Linked DNA regions of Macaca mulatta: region 1 is linked to region 2. Evidence: chromatin contacts called from public Hi-C data. All regions are on one chromosome and are shown on one strand. The core of a region is the stretch at or near the end of the contact, and the rest is flanking DNA. Distances in the headings are between cores, read along the strand shown.

What was found. A called contact is a pair of places that touch in the nucleus more often than the background predicts.
Region 1: a Hi-C map of CD4 T cells shows a contact between it and region 2, with 6 times the contacts expected there. The contact joins two enhancer-like sites. A contact is called at or near these places in 3 of 14 Hi-C or Micro-C datasets (CD4 T cells, fibroblasts and liver).

What each region holds. Positions count from the first base shown.
Region 1 is chr1:43,140,270-43,146,645 of T2T-MMU8v2.0, reverse strand. No RefSeq gene overlaps it. Among named protein-coding and RNA genes, the nearest start is that of HMCN1, 35 kb to the left of the region's middle. Within about 2 kb of position 3,000, at least 11 of the 40 cell types and tissues checked have an H3K27ac peak or open chromatin away from gene starts, as enhancers often do. A contact at or near this core is called in CD4 T cells, where this site is marked.
Region 2 is chr1:42,695,081-42,701,896 of T2T-MMU8v2.0, reverse strand. All of the region lies in intron 16 of SWT1 (SWT1 RNA endoribonuclease homolog), which reads right to left. Among named protein-coding and RNA genes, the nearest start is that of IVNS1ABP, 71 kb to the left of the region's middle. Within about 2 kb of position 5,081, at least 1 of the 40 cell types and tissues checked has an H3K27ac peak or open chromatin away from gene starts, as enhancers often do. A contact at or near this core is called in CD4 T cells, where this site is marked.

The sequences.
Region 1 (6,376 bases), core at 1,751-4,250, 450 kb before region 2:
CTGGGTGACAGAGCAAGGCCCCATCCAAAAAAAAAAAAAAAGAAAAAAAAAGAAAGAGAAAGAAAAAGTTTTCAAACGAACAGTCTTAAGTACTCAAATAAGAGTGACTCAATAATCAAATGAATAAAAAAAAATGAAATGTAGCCAAGATGATTTTAAGATTTTTAAATGATATTTAAAATATTAAATAATATTTAAAATCAGTAAGAATAAATACAATCATCTCATATTTATATGTACAATATGTTGACAGTCCTTAAGAGGGTACTTCAACAGTGATTCGTTTAACCAGCAAACATTTATTTAAACTCTTTTAAACTCCAGCCACTATGCTAGGTTCTAGAAATGCAAACAAGACATGGCCCTAAGGGACTTAAAGATGTAATGGGTGAGACAGTCATTCACTTGGCAAATATTTGTTTATTGAGCCAGGCACTGTTGTGAGGGCTGAGAAGTAAGAGTGAAAAACACAAGCATAATCACTATTTGTGGCGCTTACATGGTAGGGGAGAAGACAGATGATACATGAGACACATAAGAAAAATGTATAGTATGTGGGATAAAGCTTAGAAAGTAAAGCAGTCAAGTAGGATTGTAAGTGTAGGAGGAGTGTTGCAATTTTAGGTGGGTGGCCAGAAAGAAGTATGAGTTTTGACTAACCCTGAAGGAGGGAGGAAGCACACCATGTGAGTGTATGGAAGGAGAGTATTCCAAGTCGACTGAACTGTAACTCAAAGGCCTTTACGTACCAAGACCACCGAGGAGGCCATGTAGCTGCAGCAGAAGGAGGACGGGTGATAGAGGAGTTGAGGTTGGAGTGGGAACACAGGCCAGTTAGAGTGGGTCTTGATGGCCACCATGAGAACGTAGGCTTTTCCTCTGAGTGAGGGAAAATCCCTGTTTTTAAGCAGGGGAGTAACAGTAATCTGATTCATGTTCTAATAGGATAAAGCTGGTTGCTGTGAAAGAGGAAATTACAAGAAGTTTGTAGATTCTGAGTCTGTTTTTAAGGTGGAGTCACCAATATTTGTTGTTGAATGTTAAAAAAAAAAAAAAAAGACAATATATAAACAAATGAACGTAATAAAATATTATTGTGCTTTGTAACTAAATTCTGTAAATCAAGTCTCATATAAATCCAAAGAGCTCTAGAGTTGATCCACACACAGCACACCAGGCCCACTCTTGCAGGACTTCATGCTGGAACTACATGTTCTTTAAGCTACACAGAGCACTGCTGTATACCCAGCAGACATCATATAGCTTTTCTATATTGTGATGAGGAAACTTAGAAAATGAAGTCACAGGATGTTATAGTTGAAACCTGTCTTCTTTTCTTGGACCAATGTAAACCCCATGTTGGGGTATTTCTTCTTTTCTTTTTTTTTTTAAAAACACACGGTGGTAGGGAAATGTTGGAGTATTTCTTACAGATTTCCTCAATGTTCTGAAGTGGTAAGTTCTAAACCCATATGTTCCCTTCATTCAAGTTTACTAAAGATACGCTAATGAGGTTCCTCCTATTAGCTCCTGCTGTACTAGCACTAATCCAAAAGATGATCTCTAAAAGCCTCTTCAATCCTTAAGAAATCCAAAACCAATTTTTCAAGGTAGTTGAATAAAAAGTGGTAAACAAGGGTCTCAGAGAGAAAACATTCTGAAGTGCACTGAATCTGAATTATAAATTTCTAAATATCCAGTCATAAGTCTCAAGTTATTGTCAGAAAATGTTCATCCATTCTACCTTTCTTTTTGAAAGAATCTATAAGCCAGGATCATAAAATCACAAGAATTTACATTTTAAACATGTAACCACAAGGTGGAGATCTAAAGCAAAGATTAGTTTTCACAGCAGGGCTCAATTTAGAATCCAAAACTTCTTATCTAAGGTTACAGTTGTACCTATCCTAAGGAAATTGACTTATTATTTTAAGCTAGAAGAAAACACAGTGCTTATGTATCAGTAGTATTGTATATAGATTAGAAACATATATGGCATACAAGTATTTGAGGAAGGTTTAAGCAGTACTATGTCAGACAGCAAAGTGGAGACATTGATCATATTAGAAATTTCAAGCTTTAAATCTCAAGTAGGGAGAACACTATTGTTATATCACTTCATCATGAGTACATTTAACAAAGGCTAATGTGATTATTTTAGTCCAAATATATGGTTTATATTGAACAACTAATCCTTTAACCTGACAGCACTACTGGACTAGTGGTTCTAAAGATTCTAAATCGAATGAATAAAACACGCCTCTAGTTTTATTTCATTGGTATGTGATAATGGGACTGACTTACCAAGTTAGACCCTGGTGACAGCCGAAAACTTTCACCTTCTTTTTAGATGAATGGGTTTTATCAGTTTCCCTGATTATACACCAAAAACATTTATTTAATTCACAAACTATCCTCCGGGTTTACTCATCTAGAAGTTTCATTATTTTTTTAAAAAAAATCCATTTCTTTTGCTTTCTTTCAGTGTGAATAAGTATTCTTCCCTATAGAAACAACCAACTATCGAAACAGAAAATCCAAGCTAAATAACAGATAGAAAACATGGTACGATCTTTTCTCTCTGCTTCTATTTCCAGGTGCCTTTATTCAGAGATCACAAAACAGAAGTTAATTAAATTAACTACCCTCTTCCGCCACCCACAACCTCAGCTGAAATTCTTGGCAGCGAACGAATGCCTTAAAGTTCCTCTGTTATTTTTTATTGTAATGAAAGAATTCATTTGTGGAAACTGTATATCCTCTTAGCTTACTCAGATTCTAAGACCTTCAATCTTCAATTTATTAAGAGTTTTGATCACCTATACCTTAGAAAATTAAAAGGGAAGGCAAGCACAAACTCAAGTATTGTTGCTCTCAGCTATTAGGTGGGAATTTCCCCTCGTTCCTCAGCTCTGATTGATCTCATCTCAGTCACCTGCCTGTGTTACAAGTGGTGAAGGAGAGTTTCAAGTTGCTTATTTACATAACGATCAAAGTTTGAGATCTGCACTTAAGAGACCTTTGATCCTGTACACCTTGATTTAGAAATCAAATTGGGACTCTAACAAGAAACATTTGTCCCTTCCGCTACTTTCTGGTCTCAGCGAGGCCGGAAATACCAAGAGACGACTCCGCAGTAGTTTAGAACTTCCGCTTCCTGTTCTGGACGAAAGCAGAAGTGGAGAAACATGAAAATGTTAACCAAGAAGCACAATGACCTTTTGCAGACCACCACAACATTGAAGTTAAATTTAGTTCAAATGTTGCCTGTTTACTTAACCAGTGTAAGTTTATGTGACACCATATTAAACCAAAACAAAATCTGTAGAAACAGCGTGGGCGACGTTGAAAGACCCTATCTCTAAAACAAAACAAACAAATAAAAATCTATCCTTGAGCCGGGTGCAATGACACAGGCCTGTAGTTTCAGCTACTGGGGAGGCTGAGGCGGGAGGATCAGGAGTTCCAGCAGAGCCTTTGCAAAAATAGCAACACCGGCTCAAAACAAAAATCTGTAGGAAGCGTTCAGATCACCATTACTGATTTGCAGAGGAACGTGAGTGAGTGAGAAACATTATCCAAAAGTGACCCCTGGAATGCAAGGGGCCAGATGATCAGTTACTAGCTTAGATGGCAATAGGGGCTGTTCAATTTTCCATTTAGGTAGCGGTACTCAAATTGTGCATGCATCAGAATCACACGGAGGGCTCCTCAAAATGCAAATTGCTGTGCCCATCCCACTCTCACCCCCCAGTCTCTAATTCGGTAAATTTGGTGCTAGGTCAGAAAATTAACATTTCTAGTAAATTCCTAGGTGTTGCTGATTCTGCTGATCTGAAGACTACATTTGGAGAACCACTGCTCTAAGTAATTTGCCGGTGAAAATGGGAAAACATCTTAAATTTTAGCAAATGTTAGAATCTCATTTTAAAGAGGAAATAAGACAAAAGAGTTAGGAGCATAGGGCTCACAATCAGCAAAACTTGGGATTTGAATCTGGATCTGCCCAAAGTCATGAGTCTGGGCAAACTGCTTAACCTCCCTGAACCACAGTTTCCTTACTTCTAGAATGTGAAATAATAATCATATCTGTCACTGAGAACCAAATAAAGTATTCTATGTAGGTGTCTGGCATATGGTACCTCATAAATGATTACTATTTTTAAGATTACATACACTATTAGAAAAATGGTCACATGTAGGCAATACTTTCTGAGATCTAGTCATGGGAGAAAGTTTAGTCAGGATACAATCTGTATTTGTTTTGGATTTAGATTAAATGAAAACAGATTGATACAGCTTAAAGAACAGTCTTTCTCCTTTCAAATAAATAACTCTCGTAAGATCCCTTGTTCTTTCTTGAAACCTATCCCTAATTCCCATTTCTTTATTGTCATTTTAAAGTTTATTCTAACATTTATTAAGATGTCCCTTGCTGCTTTATTTCTCTATGCTGCTGTTTACACCAAAAACAAACAACAACAACAACAAAAACTGAACTTTTTCTTCTAGCAAGGAAAAATTTGAGTAACACTAAAGCTCTTATGTAGTGGAGTTAACCCTTTCCAATAACCACCAAATCAGAATTTGAACACAAAGAATAACTAATTAACTTAAAAAAGAATAAAATTAACAACACCTGTTAACTAAACTAATGATATTTAAATTAATGTATACTGCCCAATTTCATTGTTAATGAGACATCTGTGCATTTTCACCAAAGTAACAGTATATTGCATCCCAAAGCAAAGACAGAACTAGAAGAAAGTGAATAGCAATTCTCCATCTCTTCTAATAATTGGAAATGGGCTCAACTTAATGCATAAAACATGTTTGCTGATAAAAGGGATAGCTCATTCATATATTAGGCAAATATTCACTGTGAGCTTACTATGTGACTCTTTCTGTGACACTGGGGATATACTGGTGAGTAGAAGAGCCCAAAGGCCTTACTTCATGGAGCTTTATAGTCTAGTTGGGAAAACAAACATTAATCAAATAAGCACACAAATATATAAACAAAGAGAAAGAGTGATAGGTGCAATGGACCAAAAATACAGGTTAAGTAACACAGGGACACTGGGGGTTGGAGCAGCACAGATAAAAGCACTCAGATGCTATGGAAAGGCCATAAAGTGACAGGAACATGATGGCACATTGGAAGATACTAAAGACCAGAGATGCTGGAGGTGAGAGTGAGGAGGAAGGATGGCTAAGTCAGGATCACGGAGTGTCTTGTCAACCATATGCGTTTTCATCCTAGGAAGGATGAGAAGCCACCAAAGGATTTGAAGAAGAGAATTGGCATGATCTAACTCGCATTTTTAAAAGATCACTTGGGCTTCAGTGTGCCAAATAGGTTACTGGGTGTAGGGGAGTATAAAATAAAAGGGGGAAGGAATGGCAAGAATGGTAACAAGAGTCAGTGCAGTTTAGGGCATTACTGTTATAGCCCAGGTGAGAGAGAGATGGTGGTACATTGTACCTTGTTGTGATGAAATAGCTTAGTTATTCATTGTAACCTTCTTTAGTGGAAATTTGTGCAAATAAAAAATATCATTTTTTCAGATGTCAAAATATTGATGTGCCTGAAAACCTATAGATGGATCACATAATTGTTGAAGGTCTCTTCCATACTTTGACATGATTTAGATGAATTTCAAACCCACACGGTCGCACAATCAGCCTTCAGAGTGGCACTTTGTTTTGTTTTGAAGCTGCTAAATAGATGGCCCAAAAGATCCATTCACATGGGTATCTGAACTCATCATTTGATATTTCATTTTTGTGTGATAAAGGCTTATCAGTTCTCGGGAACCACTTGAATAAATATTTCCCAGAGGAAAATGTTTTCTAGGTAAGACACCAATGAGGATTACAAAAGAACTAGCTAAGAACAAACTTCTGGAAACATAGGACTGAGGATCTTCCCTGGGGAGGAATTTATTATAATCATAATCCTGAAAGATACCATCTCAAATGTCATAATCCCACATGTTGAAATCCTTAAAAATCAAAATCCCAAAAATATAATTCTGGAAAAAAAACTCTACGCAAATAAACTAGAAAACCTAGAAGAAATGGATAAATTCCTGGACACATATAGTCTCCCAAGACTAAACCAGGAAGAAGTTTAATCCCTGAATAGACCAATAACAGGCTCTGGAATTGAAGCAATAATTAATAGCCTACCCACCAAAAAAAGTCCAGGACCAGATGGATTCACAGCCAAATTCTACCAGAGGTACAAGGAGGAGCTGGTACCATTCCTTCTGAAACTATTCCAATCAATAGAAAAAGAGGGAATCCTCCCTAACTCATTTTATGAGGCCAGCATCATACTGATACCAAAGCCTGGCAGAGACAAAACAAATAA
Region 2 (6,816 bases), core at 3,832-6,331:
TTTAGTAATTCCAGAGGTTTCTGATATACAGTTAAGTATTTACTGAGTACTCTCTATGTGGAAAACACTGTCCTGAGTTAGAATCAACCTTTTCATATTATTGGAAAACACCCTTGAGGATATTGTATCACCTCTCACTACTGGCAGCTGGTTGGCCTATGGTGGTGCTAAAAGTTCTTTAGAGGCACAAGTGTATATTTCCCGAAATAGATAAAATTAATCCTAGGCCAGACGTGGTGGCTCACACCTGTAATCCCAGCAGTTTGGCAGGCTGAGGAAGGTTCATTGCTTGAGTCCAGGAGATTGAGACCAGCCTGGGCAACATGAAGAAACCCTGTCCCCACAAAAAGTACAAAAAATAAGCTGCGTGTGCTGGCACATGCTTGTAGTCCCAGGTACTCCACAGGCTGAGATGGGAGGATCACCCGAGCCCAGGAGGTGGTGGCTGCAGTGAACTGAGATCACAGCACTGTACTCCAGCCTGGGCGTCAGAGTGAAACTCTACCTTTACCCCTTTTATATAACTGCTTTGTAAGAAGGAATTAGAACTGATCATCTGGCTTTATCCCATATACTTACTATATACTTGTTATTTAAGATAAAATTATTATGATAGCCCTTATTCAGAACCTTCAATTGATTTCTCCCTAATTTCATTTCTTTTACTGGTGTTTAACATCACTGACTTATTAGGTCATTTATTCCATCTGGTGGTTTTAGCATTTCTTAAAACAAGACTTAATAGCAAGGAATTTTAATTAAATATCAGAACAATAAGTCATTAGGTAGATTAGTCAGGTATAAAACAAGAATTTAAATAAAAGAATAGATTATGAATAAAAACTCCATAAACAAGTTAAAATATGTTATCTTCAAGAAGTAATCTTCATATTATATTCAATTGCTTAATTTGGATGTGATTTGAGAATTTATGATGGGATACATTTAACTCTGTCATCCAAAACTGAATTATACTGGCCAAGGGAACACTAACACCTAAGTCCACTCTAGGGGCAGTGGGAATAACTACAACATTTCTCCGCTGATATTTAAGGTAAATAAAAGGTCTTTATTTCCAATTCTTGAATGACAAATGCTGGGACACACAGACAAGAGTTTTAGATATGTAAAATGAAATCCAGTTATTCTAAAAATTAAGTCATAGTGACCTATTATCTTCAGTAACATACAGACCCAGGTTTAAAAAAATCAGGTGGTTACTGAAAAATTCAGTCCGACTGATACATGAATGCCACATATTTTATCAGCTACTTTAATAAAAATTTTGTTACACATTACATATAAAATTTGATATACACATTAACTACATTTGTCAAACTGCAATATTATACCACAAAAGCTATTAATAACTGTCTATATTTTACATATATGATGTTATATAAGTCTATAATATAAAAAGAACTGTCTGCTTATACTCCTTGAGTCTAACTCTTCCTAGATCCTATCTTTCCTTCTACTAGCCCTAATTTACATAGTTGATCTAGAGAGTAATCTATAAGTAATAATCTATCTTTGATAAAGTAATCAAGGATAACAATGTAACCCGAAGAGACATTTGGGTGAATTACTGGAGGCTTCATCATCTGCTCTAGACATAAATGCCTTTTTAATCTTCTTAATCTCTCTCTCTCTCCCAGTCTTTCTCCTTCCTCTTAATTGATTTTCTTATTCTTTAACCTTTCGTAGCTTGCTCATCTCTCTTCTATACCTTTTAAAACCTCTACATTAGCTATTCATCTAATGTCATAATGTAGTACAATTAGCATTCAGCCTTAAAAGAAGTCGCCTTCTATCACAAAGACTATAAAACACTCATTCAGTAATCACTTACTGACCATCTACTTCGTGTCATTACCTGTACAAGGCTCCAGATACAGAAAAGTAAGACAGTTTCTGTGCTAGAGTCATTCAAAGTATTAGGGAGCTGATTATAAAATAAATTATAAAAAATAAAACTATTTTTTACAAAATGGTGGCATGAAGGATGAAGCAACAAAGTATTTTCATTTTTAAACAATAAATTGTATTATTTTTTCTTACTCTACAAAGCAACTGATATACTTGGTGGTGAAAGGACAAGGAGTGTGTTGAAAGTCTGAAAAGGTAACGCAGTGACATCTGAGGAGCCATGAAACCCTAGCAGAAGGGTGGGAGGTGAAGCCTAATTATCTAAAGGTGAAAAGGCCAAGCCTCAAAGAAAGTAGGTCAGACACAAACATGAATAAACCCCTCCACTCTAGATAATGACGGCTGAATATTTTGCACACTGCAATGAGTTCAGAGTTTAAAAAAATCACTTCTAAACTTCAAAGGATGAAGTTTTTAAGGTCTTTATTTTCTACACATTAGCATGCCTCTGACAGAACCTTTAGTTTCAACAACTAGTTTAAAGAAGTAGCCTAAAGTGTGTTACCTTTGTGTAAACTAAAGGATGACCAATTCTAAATAACCTTTTCTAAAATCTTAAGAGGTCAACTATCAACATTTACAGTAAGTTAAAGAGGCTAAGTTAATAACATTTTATCTCAAAAGCAAAAATTAGTATCTTTGAAGCATATTAGTGGATCTGAAAAGCTACTGTGATTTTAAGGTTTCTTTTCCCAGAAATAATCCATAAATATACCATATACGGTCTGTTCTTATGTTAAAATGGGATAGGGGATAGGAAAATTAATTTTTATAGGTTTAATAATAAAACAGAAAATATATGTAAATCACACCAAAAAACCCCCAACTTCATGACTGCAATTATTTTAGAAAAACAGCTGTCTAAAGTATTTCAAACTAAAGCCACAAGAACGCGATAGAGGTTATTAAAACTTTGAAGATGAAACTCAATAAAAATTAATCATTTTCCTTTCCTAAATCGAAACTGAGGTTTTATTTTCCAAAATCCTGTTCTACGATGAAGTACAAATGCCCATGCAGCATATGATCATGTCCAAACACAACAGTTAGCAGTCATTTATTGCTAAATTTAAATACGACCAAACAAAATGACACCTAGAAAAAAACTAAGCTATATACACTTGAGATAGCTTTTAATATAAAAGCATGTCCTCAAAATGTGCCTATTTTAAAGGAACAGAAATTCCCTCTGCCTCTTTCCCACCCCATATATGATTCAAAATAATAAACCAAGAAACCACTCATTATCTCAAACATTTCAAATAAAGCTACTTGAGTTCATGAAACTCACATATGCAAAGTTTTACATGTTAAACCAAACATATTTGGGCATAAACTAGTATATTTTTGGATTTAAAATACTACCTTTTGTTTTTTAAAAATAATTTCAACCTTATTTTATAAAGATGAAATACAAACATAAAACCTAAGCAAGTTAAAGTTTCTCACCTTCACCCTCCTTCTTCTCAGCTTCTAAATCAGGTAGCTCATTATCTATTTCACAGACACAGAAACATATCTAAAACACTTGTACTGTTGCTTTGAATATTAGCTTTCAAGTTGAAGCTGCACGCATTTACAGTGCGCCTCAGAGTTGGATTACATGACCTGTTTAGTTAACTCTGTAAAGATGACAGTTTAAGCAAAAATATATGTAGACAATGTTTTTTGATCAATACACAAAGTAGAACTTTCCCTATTTTTAGAAATTTGCAATACAACTCTCCAATTAATTTTTGCTCCAAATGAAACTTTATCATGTTTATATACTAAGCAAAAGGTTTCTGTGGTCTTAAGAGTTACTTGATCAATCTAGACATAAGTTTACAAAAGTATAAATTAAGACTATGTAGTACTGACCAAAAATAAATCTTAAAACACTTCTATCTGAAAAAAAAAATGATCAACATTGTCCTTGGCTATCTAGTGGTTAGATAAGAAAACTATTAACAAAAGTCCTCAAATTAATACATATAAAAGAAAAGATGAGGAGAGAAGTAATTTCTAAACGAATAGCAAATAAGCTAATTAAAGTTCTTCTCCTACCCAAAAAGAAAGTGTTCAGAAAATACAGGAATTTGCAAAATCCTCACCCTTTTTCAAACTTTGCAAAATTAGGTATTTTGCTGTCAAATGTATAACTGTACCAACAACTGCTCCACTAATATTTTCAATCTTAACCACAATCATGTTTAGAGCTTTCTTAAAACTGAAGTACACATTTTAAACATTTCAAACTTAACATATCAGCTTTAAGGAAAAAGCAAGATTAGGGCATGTAAACATAGTCAGAAAGTATTTTCACATACATCATTTCATACACTCTTCTAAAGAAGGTACCAGGATTCTCATTTAACAAGGAAAGGAACTGTGACTTAGAGGGTAAATGACATGCCCAAAGTCAGCTACAAGGGGATAAATCTAGAACTAGAACCCAAAGCTGTTAGTCTATCAAATATATTTTCATTCACTTCTTTAACTGAAAGGCCAAGCTAAAGGTCAATTATTGAGCCCCAATGTAACAGTATATATGATCTACTATTTTTAAAACAGAAGGGAATAGAGCTAACATATAATCCCAGAGTATATATCTCAAAACCAAATGATACTAGGTCATTTTAGCAAGCATCAAAAATGCTAATTTTCAGTCACTATAAATTGTGTGCAATTTCAGTGTTTACAAAATTTTAAATCAATATTTAGCAAAAATAAATTTTTAAACTGAGCTTCTTTTAACATGATTTTCTTTCTTGAAAGATTTTAAGCACTACATGCACACTTGAAAAAATAATTATTACCTTTTATTAAATTTTAATTTAAATGCCTATTATCTGCAGGGTTTAAAAAAAAAAAAAAAAAACTTCACAATTTTGTAGTTTCCTATTAAGTGAATGGTGAGATAAGCAAACCAGTTAATTCACAATGCCCCCTACTGGTAGCTCAAGAGAAAGCATTCTCTAATGTAACATTACAAAAAAGTGCATTAGTTTTATTAAATGTGATCTCTCACCACCTGCACACAAATGCCCTGGAAAGCTTAAAAATACAACCTCCTTGCTCTACACAAATACCTACAGATATTTTTATTTAAATTAGATTGCCTGAGTTCAGGAATTTGAGGTTACAGTGAGCCATGATCGCTCCACTATACTCCAGCCTGGGAAACAGAGTAACACTCTGTCTAAAAAAAAATTACCCCAGGTCACATGCTAAAAGGTAGCAGAGCTACCAATCTTTTCTTATCCCTAGTGCTAGATGTCCTTAAGATGAAAGAGAAACAAATTATATTAGCCTTAAAATTCAAGTAATTATTTATTTTAGATACTGCTTATGTAAGCAATACATGCTAAACCTTCTTAACCCTGCTCCCGCCCACATCACTTGGGGAGTCTGTAGAAATGTCTGACCATGTCCCATTCTCAGATTCAGATTTAATAGGATTAAGGTAGGGCCTGAATACTGTTATTATTATTATTATATTATTTATTATACTTTAAGTTCTGGGGTACATGTGCAGAACGGGCAGGTTTCTTACATAGGTATACACGTGCCATGGTGGTCTGCTACACCCATTAACCCATCATCTACATTAGGTATTTCTCCTAATGCTATTCCTCCCCTAGACCCCGCCCCCCAACAGGCCCCACTGTGTGATGTTCCCCTCCCTGTGTCCATGTATTCTCATTGTTAAATTCCCACTTACGAGTGAGAACATGTGGCATTTGGTTTTCTGTTCTTGTAGTAGTTTGCTGAGAATGATGGTTCCCAGAGTCATCCATCTCCCTGCAAAGGACATGAACTCATCCTTTTTTATGGCTGCATAGTATTCCATGGTGTATATGTGCCACATTTTCTTCATCCAGTCTACCACTGATAGGCATTAGGGTTGGTTTCGAGTCTTTGCTATTGTGAACACTACTGCAATAAACATATGTGTGTATGTGTCTTTATAGTGGAATGATTTGTAATCCTTTGGATATATACCCAGGAATGGGATTGCTGGGTCAAATGGTATTTCTAGATGTAGACCCTTGAGGAATCGCCACACTGTCTTCCACAATGGTTGAGCTAATTGCCACCAACAGTGAAAAAGCATTCTATTTCTCCACATCCTCTCCAGCATCTGTTGCTTCCTGACTTTTTAATGATCACCATTCTAACTGGCATGAGATGGTATCTCATTGTGTTTTTGATTTGCATTTCTCTAATGACCAGTGACGATTAGCTTTTTTCACATATTTGTTGGCTGCATAAATGTCTTCTTTTGAGAAGTGTCTGTTCATATCCTTCACCCACCTTTTGATGGGGTTATTTTATTCTTGTAAATCTGTTTAAGTTATTTGTATATTCTGGATATTAGCCCTTTGTCAGATGAGTAGGTTGCAAAAATTTTCTCCCATTCTGTAGGTTGCCTGTTCTCTCTGACCATAGTTTCTTTTGCTGTGCAGAAGCTCTTTAATCAGATCCCATTTGTCTATTCTGGCTTTTGTTGCCATTGTTTTTTGGTGTTTTAATTATGAAGTCTTTGCCCATGCCTATGTCCTGAATGGTACTGCCTAGGTTTTCTTCTGAAGTTTTTATCGTTTTAGGTCTTATGTTTAAGTCTTAAATCCATCTTGAGTTAATTTTTGTGTAAGGTGTAAGGAAGGAATCTAGTTTCAGCTTTCTGCATATGGCTAGCCAGTTTTCCCAACACAATTTATTAAATAGGGAATCCTTTCCCCATTGCTTGTTTTTGTCAGGTTTGTCAAAGATCAAATGGTTGTAGATGTGTGGTGTTATTTCTGAGGCCTCTGTTCTGTTTCATTGGTCTATATCTCTGTTTTGGTACCAGTACCATGCTGTTTTTGTTACTGTAGCCTTCTAGTATGGTTTGAAGTCAGGTAG